Linked DNA regions of Danio rerio: region 1 is linked to region 2. Evidence: chromatin contacts called from public HiChIP or PLAC-seq data. All regions are on one chromosome and are shown on one strand. Each heading gives the region's core, a stretch centred on a gene start, on an enhancer-like site or on the middle of the called end of the contact. The rest is flanking DNA. Distances are from core to core; before and after follow the strand shown. Region 1 holds the start of rpl22l1 (ribosomal protein L22-like 1). Region 2 holds the start of mynn (myoneurin).

What was found. HiChIP or PLAC-seq counts read pairs in DNA pulled down with a chosen protein or histone mark.
Region 1: a contact with region 2 is called in an H3K4me3 HiChIP or PLAC-seq map of gastrula embryo, with 2.3 times the contacts expected there. The contact joins the promoter of rpl22l1 here to the promoter of mynn in region 2. A contact is called at or near these places in 5 of 18 Hi-C or Micro-C datasets (embryo, hematopoietic stem cells and an unstated tissue) and 2 of 4 datasets of contacts at active chromatin or transcription factors (embryo and gastrula embryo).

Annotation. Positions count from the first base shown.
Region 1 is chr24:30,529,753-30,534,647 of GRCz12tu, forward strand. rpl22l1 (ribosomal protein L22-like 1) reads right to left here and starts at 2,956. Exons shown (of 4, transcript NR_027625.1): 1 at 2,869-2,956; 2 at 1,984-2,088; 3 at 518-707. It also overlaps a transcript of eif5a not described here.
Region 2 is chr24:30,381,494-30,386,740 of GRCz12tu, forward strand. mynn (myoneurin) reads left to right here and starts at 2,283. Exons shown (of 9, transcript NM_199768.1): 1 at 2,283-2,351; 2 at 2,825-2,863; 3 at 4,606-4,895. The coding sequence starts at 4,624. It overlaps apodb (apolipoprotein Db), which reads right to left and starts at 765. Exons shown (of 5, transcript NM_001037695.1): 1 at 702-765.

The sequences.
Region 1 (4,895 bases), core at 1,706-4,205, 150 kb after region 2:
GTTCTTGTGGTCTTTCAAGGTAACAGCATTAGTAAGTTTCCATTCTCTTAGTTCTGAATACTGATAAACAGCAGGTGTACAACACCAAAAAGTCATCAGTTGTATGCTTTGAAATCCCCTTCAAAATGGTGGCCACAACTGTTTTCACAATGACGTTCCCTTCGGAGGAAGATATATCCTGATTGGAATGCACAGAGAATATTTTCTATTCCAAAAAAATTTAATAAATGTTTTAATTTTCTTCCCAATTCTTAGAGCCGCTATTATGGGTTTCAGAAAATCACCTTCAATGTAGTAAAACAGCTCTGAGTAAATGAAAATGTCCAGCTTTTAAATCTGAAAGAGCCCCATGGATAAAACTATTGTTTCTCACTTAAAATATCACACATTTCTCATTTTAATTAAACTTCTAAAATTAAAAAAAAAAAAAAAAAAAGATTTTCATGAATCCAGCCCCAGCACTGCTGAAATATTGGATGGACCTAAATTTAATCTGTAATGAAGGAGCAGATCTCACCTTTTAGAGAACTGCTTCTCTGACGTGACGTTGATCTTGTTCTTCTGACGCACAATTTGCACTACATTGCCCAGGTTGCCTGTTTTGCCATTAACCTTCACCTTCTCTTTCAGAAAGGTTTCCTGTTAGTGATAAAACAGCATGACCACTAGGGAAGAGAACCCTAGGCATTCAACTAGGGAAGGGAACCCTAGTTAAGACACAGCATTAGTGATGCAACTATCTGAACCAAACTAATAATATGCATGAAAAAACTAGTGTTTGCTAAAAAAGGTTTAGAATAATATAATTACTTCCAAATATCTAAAGAGATCTACAATATACATCATGGTGTTAATTACAAACGGGGTTGGAGGGATTGAACCCCTTAAAGGACATGAAAACATGATGTATAGGGGGTCAGCCTTTTAATACTGAAAAATAGTCTGATCGGTTTATTAAATCATAATGTTATTCATTAAAATAATAAATAACATGAACATACATTTGACCACCCCTATAATGGTTCATACCATTGTGAAAGCATAATTATGCCAGTCTATGCAAGAAAAAAATTTATTCAAGTTTGAAACTGCAGATCTAGAGCACTGATAGACATTGTGAATGTTCACGAGATGTAATAGATCTCATAAAATAGGTGTCTTTATTTACATAAAGCCTGAAAGTGAAGTCAAATTAGACAGTCTGATCTAAAATAATGCCAGAAATAGATACTCAGAGAATACTGTAGATCAGAATACACGAATCCTTAAAAAAACGGAAAAGTTAAATATGTTTAAACAAATTAGATGTAATTTAAATAAATATATAATTGACTTAAGCGTTTTTTACACAAACTAACATTACTGAAAAGTTGACCCCCTGCTCAACGTATATTTCGCACACTGATATATGACTTCTTAATGTCTTGGAATTTAAACTAGGGTATATGCCGAGCTAGTGTTTTTCCCATACTGATAAACTTCCGGTGACCTGTTATTGTGAACTTTTTTCCATTTTATACGGTTCCTTTTACAGCATTGATGTTGTAATGTCATTAAAATACATTCAGTTAAATAAACTTTGGCATTCATTTAGTTGCTCAAGTGTAAAACTAGACAAAAAGCAGTTTACTTGCACGCACCTGTCAGAATCAGCAGGCTTGCGCAGAAGATTTATTAAATATACTTGGGTAACATTAATGCTCAAAGATATCGGGGGAAAATGTAATTTAATGCAGTGCTTCTTGTACAATTTAAGACCCACTTTATATCAGATATCACTCAGCCAGTGGAGATCGCAGATTTTTAAAGAAAACAGACCTTAAACGCGCCGGATTTTGCTTTGGCATACAATTCGCAGAAAGCGCTCAACCCAGGTTACTGGCAAATTAAAAGTCCTATTAGCATGCTTCGGCATATACCCTATTGCCAGACATTAAGACCAATCGGTCATCGGTTTTTACCATTTATTAAAATAAAACTTACAAAGTTTGCAGAATCGAGAATCCCATCCTCCACAGGGTGAGTGCAGTCCAGGGTGAACTTCCAGCAAGCACCCTTTTTATTCTTTCTCACAACAGTCTGCCTTTTCTGAAGAAATATACACCATTACAAATAAATCTTGAAATAATTATGCTATAAAACAAATGATCAAACTATCCAAAAAAAAAACAAAAAAAAACGCATGTTTTAATATACAAGAGATGAATTGTTGATCACTAAATAATATTGCTTTTGTTTTAAACATCTCAAAATACATATTTAATTAGATAAATTGTAAACATTTTATTGAAAGTCTGACAATACTTGGGTATTTTTTGTAAAAACACACCGCAAACGTGGAGCATGCTGAATTTATTTGATAACCTAAAACTATAGTATGAAAAATGTATCATTACACCAGATGGTGAAAGTTTGAGCAAGTAAAATGATTTCTTGCTATACAAGTTAATCCTGCTGTATAAAGCCATGGTTCCCTTTGGTCCTTGATTTTGAACGCTTTACCAGTGTACAACAGTTTACAAGTGTACCACTTGATGAGTGGATTTTTTTACTCCACTAAAACTCTAAATTAAGTTATAATGTAATGTAAATTCAAAGAAACACCAATTAAAACACTGAAGACTGATGTGAGTGTCTTTAAATATTAACCAAATACGTTCATGTTTGAATGAGTTGGTCGGGTTACACGCTCTTCCACGTGTCTCACAATTATAACTCCATCTAATGATATCACATGTAATTTCATTAAGAAAAAGTAACTCTGAACAACACATTACACGTAAAATATCGTATTTGGTATTTAATTTACACTAAAATACCAAATTTACCACATTTAGATATAAAGACCGGTCCACGGTCGAAACATACCGGTGCCATCTTGGTGAGGTTGGCGTGAAAGAGGATGTGACGTATGTTCGCGCGAGCCTTCGCAACATTTCGCACACCTGATTGGCTGCTGGTTTGGGAGGATTCAAGCTTGCGTTTCCTTCGAATCAGCGGCAAAGAATTTGTGAACGAGTCATTCTTTAGAGTCGACTCTTTTGAATTTGGTAAACCACCGCGGATCTCCGATCGGTTTAACAGTTAAACAAAACAGGTGGGTACATTTGAAATAACTTATTGAATTAAATGTATTATTGTATAAGTTCGGTACCACTTATACTAGCGTCTGTATACCAGCCCAGTTTTACAACAAATATCTTTATAGTTACTCAGTAAAGCAAAACCATGTGGGATTTCTGGTACAACTACGTTTAAAAAGATCTATCAGAATTTCGGTATTTTAATTTCTAAATAGCCTTTCCCCCCTAGACATCCCAATTAGCATTAATCCAATAATAATTAAATAAATGAGGATATATATATATATATATATAAACTGTATACATATACTTAAATTAAAATTACCTTGAGTTTTAACTTACTTTTTTTATGAAAAAGTTTAAAAGAAAATGTACGAAATTTGCTTGTTGAATTTTCATATCAAACATCATATAATTATATGCAACATTAAACATTTAAAGTGATTAAGGACTCTTAAATATAAAATATATTCCACAACCAAGTTTTTCTTTCACAATTGAATGTTTTATGATTTTATTTTGATTGTATTTCCCTAATATTGATTACACAAACCTACTTCAATTCAACATACAACATGCAATAATTTGCATGCTTGGTATCGGCAATTTGAACCAGATCTTCAGATCAGATTATCACCCCAATGAAGACTAACAAGCACATATATTTGAACATTTACAAATACACAGAGTCAGAAGGCAGATCTGGGATCTGCTTACCTAGTAAGGAAGCATGACTCACCCTTACATCACTGCAGGCATACCAGGACAAAGCTGGGTGAGGCCTCAGCAGCCACATGGCCACAACCTGACTTGCCAGTTTTTGGGCATATTTGTAGACCTCTGCAAATTTAGAGCTTTTGCTTTGCATAAAATTTTAATGCCTATCAGCTACAAAATTGCTCAAAGATTGAAATGAACCCTCTTGACTTAATTTATGCAAAGACCTGATCATACATGTAATATGCTTTGACTTTAGAGAGTGCGCTCATGGGAGCCAGTTATTAAATGAAGTTTGAGTACTGCAATGCCACATGCCTCCCAGAATGGACTGCAATACTTTCATTCAGTCAGCGCTGTCTGGGCAGCCGGCCATAATCGGGAAATGAGTGTTTGGCTCCACCCATGCAGAGGATTTGGCAGTCCATCCCAACAAATCTTTCCATTTTATTTCCCAGTAACTGTGCCGACTTTCTAAAATTACATCTCATATCATTTCAACATTTATGTTCTTGATGCGTTAATTTATCATTCAAAACCATACAATACACATATGTATTTGTATTCATGTTTAATATATTTTACCTTTAATTTGAGAACATATAAACATTGCAGACTGTGCTACTAAACAATTGTGATGCTCCCAGTATAATAACCTCATAAAGTCACCGTCTAATTAAAGTAGAACATCTGTACCTTATTAAACTGTATTGTCCAAAACACCAGACACGTTAGAATAGGTAATATTTAAAGAAACACAAAAATTCTCCATTGTAGGGCTGGCTGACCATTCAGACAAAAACGATCACAATCTGAATGGATTATCCCTATTTTGAGATTTATCATCTAATAGATCCAGACCAGAACAAGTCTAGGACTGATTGAACAACTTAAAAATACTGCATTAAAGATCACAAAATAAAAGAGATCAGCCACCCCTACTCCAAAGACCGTGTGATAAAATTGTTCATGTGTTAAAAGCTTTGAAAACAAGCTCTACCATACTTCTAGAAGTTCTTAATACTGATCAAGCGCTTTATTAAAACAACATAAAATAAATAAGGTAATCTATTACGTTTTTATTTTTGCTCTCTC
Region 2 (5,247 bases), core at 1,033-3,532:
AATAATGTGCTACATTTTTTTTATCTCATTCTTACCAATATTACTAGAAAAATATTATCTAATAACAAGTTGTTCTTGTCTCAAGAGAACTTGATGTGTTCTTTTCATGTCTCTCTTTGTGAAAAGCTCCTTTTACAGTTCAATTCACTAAAAAAAGAATATAGCCTATCAAGTGTGTGTGTTTTCTAAAACCAATCTTTTGTGAAGAAAGGCTGGATTTTTTAAAGTAAACCTGTCAGACTTGTTGGACTTGTTTCTATAACAATTCGCCACAAATACACATGCCACTTGTCACATGTGTACTTGCTATGTGTTATAAAAGTGTGTGTTACGAAAGCTTTCGATTATCACTTATATTTATAAAACTTGGTTTTGGGTATTACTTGGGTAGTAATAAAATTACATTACATTTACAAAAACAAAGTATCATTGGCTATTAACTAAATTTACAGCAATTCTTTTCTTAAAAATGAATTAAATTGTATTTAAAAATTAGAATAAAATCATAGGTAAAGTTATCTGCAGACAAAAAAAACTTCAGACAGTTACACAACACACAAATTAAACATTATGAATATGCACACCACATTATATACAATATTATTAGAATTATGATCAAATATCACACTACAGTAAAGGGTAATATGTGACAAAAATACGTGACAAAACAGACATAAGATCAATGCAAAGTGAATAGATACCTGTGTGTTATTGAGCGCAGAGCTGAAGGTGTTGAGTGTGTGCTGCTCCAATGACCATATGCAGGCACGGGAGGAGGACACACTAATAACAACCTGAGATTGTGTTGTAACAAGAGGCAGATGATTATGTAAATAGGAATCATGGGAGCAGAACTGCATAGATGAGGTGTGTGCTGTCAAAGTGAGCCAGTATCTGTTTATTTGGTATTTTCGATTTTGCGTAGACCTTTTGTGTTAAAACAGTGACATAATTTCACATACTAATTTGGGTCAGATGACCACAGTCACTAAACTGATGATCAGTGACATTCCCACATGCAGAAGTCAGACCCTTAATGCATCATTCTTGAGTTCTCCCTTTGCTTATTATAAACAAACGACAAGGACATGATGTATAACTAAACAGCTACGGGTATTGTTATATAAGTTGGATTACTTAATACAATTACAGACTTGCCTTTTTAATTCACTTTATGATTAATTATATGTGAAGACATGGTTGGTTTCGATTCAGGATTCCATACTAAAGTTCTTTCATACACCATTTCATCCTTAAAAATGCTGTTTTATTTCTGTGTTATAAATGTGATCATTCTTGTGCCATTCAAGAAGATTTTTGTATAGGTACTTTATATAAGTTTATTCTGTAAAATACTTTAATTAAAATAAATGTGTAAAATAGTTTCTTATATTAATTTTGTTTTACCTTATTATAGCACTTATAGAAAAACCACATGAGTTTTACAAGCGCAATCACTTGCCAAAATTACTTATGCACGTGATTTTTTTTAATAAGATAGATGAAAAGACAGAAAGACGGACGGACAGATGGACAGACAGATGGAAAGACACCATAGATGGATGGATGGATGGATGAATGGATGGATGGATGGATGGATGGATGGATGGATGGATGGATAAATGGATAGACAGACAGAAAGATGGACAGACACAATAGACAGACAGACAAACGGACGGATGGATAAAAAGACAGACAGATAGATAGATAGATAGATAGATAGATAGATAGATAGATAGATAGATAGATAGATAGATAGATAGATAGATAGATAGATAGATAGATAGATAGATAGATAGATTTTTATTTCATTTATTAAATGTAGTGTCAATAAATCTAATGTAATAACAATATTTGAAATAGTGTGACTCAATATTGTAACAAGAATAAAAATTAATTACAAGAATAAAGTACTCAAATGAATGTTTATAAAAAGTGAACTTGTCACAGTCGTGCAATGTTATTGGCCTGAAGGATCGGTAAAATTAGGTTTTTCTCTTTTTTATTTTTATTTTTTTGAATTATAATTGAGTAGCTGTACAAGTGTGCATTTATATGCTATTATATATTAACGTTATATGAATATTCAAATTCATAAGCATACTAACATTTTAGGACGACAATGAAGTAAAATTACTGTATTTACCTCCTTGAATTCATGAGCTTTTAGGCATATCCATGTGCCCTGCTTTCTGTCTTTCTGGCTCCACCTAACGGTCATACCTGCTTTTTGCTTCAAACACCGGAAAGAATTCATACGGGAGGATGTGACGTCACCGACCAAATCCCCTTGAAGAGCTCGAAAATGGCCGTCAAAGCAAAGCGATTTTAATCTACTGTCGAAATAACGTGAGACCTGAATTTTTATTCAAAATTCAAATTCTGCTTTATAATGATTAATCCCATTATTTAATTAATTATCGGCGTTGTGTTTGTAATGCATAGACTGAACATGTGAACTGCAGCTCGCGCTCTACCGGATCGAGCATTTTCGAAATAAGAGCCCTTTGTTTTGCATGTCAAAATTACAAACATTCCTCTCTGCATTCATTCCCCGTTCACTGCATGTGGCGGTTTTAATGTACATTTTACAGCTAGAATTATTGAGATCATTCCAATATTTTGAGTAACCTATTAACGATGATAGTTTGTCAGCAAATTCGTTATTGCAGGCAACTTTTGAGCAATGGGCGGGAACTTTTATCTTAACTGATATTGTCAAGTCTGAAACTAGCGCTGGTTTTATATAACGTTAGCATTATGATGTACATGTATGTTCTCTCTCTTTTTTTAACATCTATGTGTGTTTCATTTCATTTACAGGTTTTTGGGTGTTGTTTAGACCATAAGACATTTACGTGAGGTAAGTTAATTCTTTTGGTAATATTGTTTAATGCCTACAAAATTATTGTAGCTATAATTATAAAGCTATAGTTCACTTAAAAGTAAAATGTACTCACTTCCAAGTGGATACAATTTTATTATATGTTTTTTTTTCTGTTGCACACGAAATGCATTTGAATATCATCTGGTGGATTTTATTTTTAATTTCTACAGACATTATAAGTTGGCCCACACGGAATCTGCGCAAGCAGAAACACGCAGATTTTTAGGCCATCATTGAGCCTTTTATTTACTTGTATAAATTTATATTTATTCAGTTTTTAAGTTCATTCATTCGTTTTCTTTTTGGCTTAGTCCCTTTATTCATCAGGGGTTGCCACAGCAGAATGAACCGCCAACTTATCCAGCAAATGTATAAGTTGCAGTGGATGCCTTTCTGGCTGCAACCCGTCACTGGGAAACATCTATGCACACTCATTCACTAATTTAGTTCACCCAGTTCACCTAAACCACATGTATTTAGACTTGTGGAAGTTTGTAAATTAATTTCAGTAATATTATTGACTAATATTTGGGGACAAATATTTACTTTATTTGGAGGTCTGCCAGCGAATTCTGTTAAGATTTTCCAATATATTCAAAACTCAGCTGCTTGCGTGTTAACTCATACCTCATCTCGTTCTCATATTACCCCTGTATTACACTGGTTTCCCGTTAAGTCACGCATCGTTTTTAAAACCTTGATTTTTAATATTCAATGCATCCAGAAAGTATTCATAGTGCTTAACTTTTTCCAATTTTTTGATGTTACAGCCTTTTCCTAAATTGATAAATTCCTTTATTTCCTTAAAATTCTACCCACAATACCCCATAATGACAATGTGAAATAAGATTTTTGAAATTGTTGCAAATTTATTAATCATAAAAACCTGAAAAATCACATGTACATAAGTATTCAGGTACATTCTGGCTGTTTCTCAATTCCAAGAAACAGAGAACAGACTTGTGTTCTTGTGGAGACCGGTCTTGCCAGGTGTCCTTGGAAGAACAGACCCGGGAGACAATGAGGACAGAGAATGCATCCTATGAGAAATGAGAGGTTTTTTATTTTTAATAAATTTGCAACAATTTCAAAAAATATTTTTTCACATTGTCATTATGGGATATTGTGTGTAGACTTTTGAGCAAATAAATTAATATTATCCATTTTGTAATAAGGCTGTAACAAAAAGTGAAGCGCTATGAATACTTTCCGGATGTGGATGCACTGTATAAAGCGGTTCATGGTTTTGCTCCTGATTATATATGTGATCTGATATGCTCTGGAATGCTCTTCCTACAAACATCAGGAATGCCAGTTTCCTGGACTGTTTCTTAAAACTCTAAATGATAGCCTCAAAATAATTCTGCATAAATCCGCAGATTTTTTACAAAATCTGCAGATTTATGCGGTATTGTATTGGGAGATGATTTTTTTACAATACAGTTTGTAGAGTAATCGTATCTGTCTTTTAGTAGATCTATTAGATAAGAGACTTGCTTTGTTTATCAATTAAGTGGATCTATCTGGATTTGCATTTGTAAACATTAAATAAAACTTTTTTTTTTTTTGTATATTAAGTTTTTGGTTTTGATACTCCCAAACTCATTCCACATAAATCCGCAGATTTTTCTTTTTTTTTTACAAAATTCTGCACAGAAATAGCAAAAAGTGTCAGCAGATTCTGTTTGGCCCTAATTAAGATGTTCTTGATATTGCAGGTTTTGCCTCTACACGTCATGCCACATATCACTCACAGTGAGTTTCTTCTGGAGCAGCTGAAGAGGCAACGCGAGAGAAGCTTTCTGTGTGACTGCACAGTATCCATAGGTCAGGCTCAGTATCGAGCACATCACAATGTTCTGGCAGCCTTTAGTGAATATTTCTCCACACAGTCTGTTGATGCTGGAAGAGAGGATCCCACCATAACTTTGGACCCTGAGAGCGTGAGCAGTGCCATCTTTGAAAAACTACTGACTTACATTTACACCGGAGATCTGAATATGGACAGGTGAGTTTGGGGAAATTTATCTTCATGGTTATACAGTGCACAATGTTTATATAGACATTAAAATAATTTTAAGATATAATTTCAATATGTGTTGGTGTAGTTTTATCAATTTGCAAACTTGTAAAATAATGAAACTTATTTTTTATTTTACAGATTATATAGTTTTACAGTATAAGTATAGATTTAAAAATTTATATTTACTAGTGGATATTAATCTGACACTGTGTTGTAGTTTTCTTCACTTGTAAATATTCTATTTAATTAGCACAGGTTTACTTTCACCTTTATATATTGTACTGTAATATTAGCTATAGTGAACTGATAAAATGTAGTAAATACTTTAGTATACTTT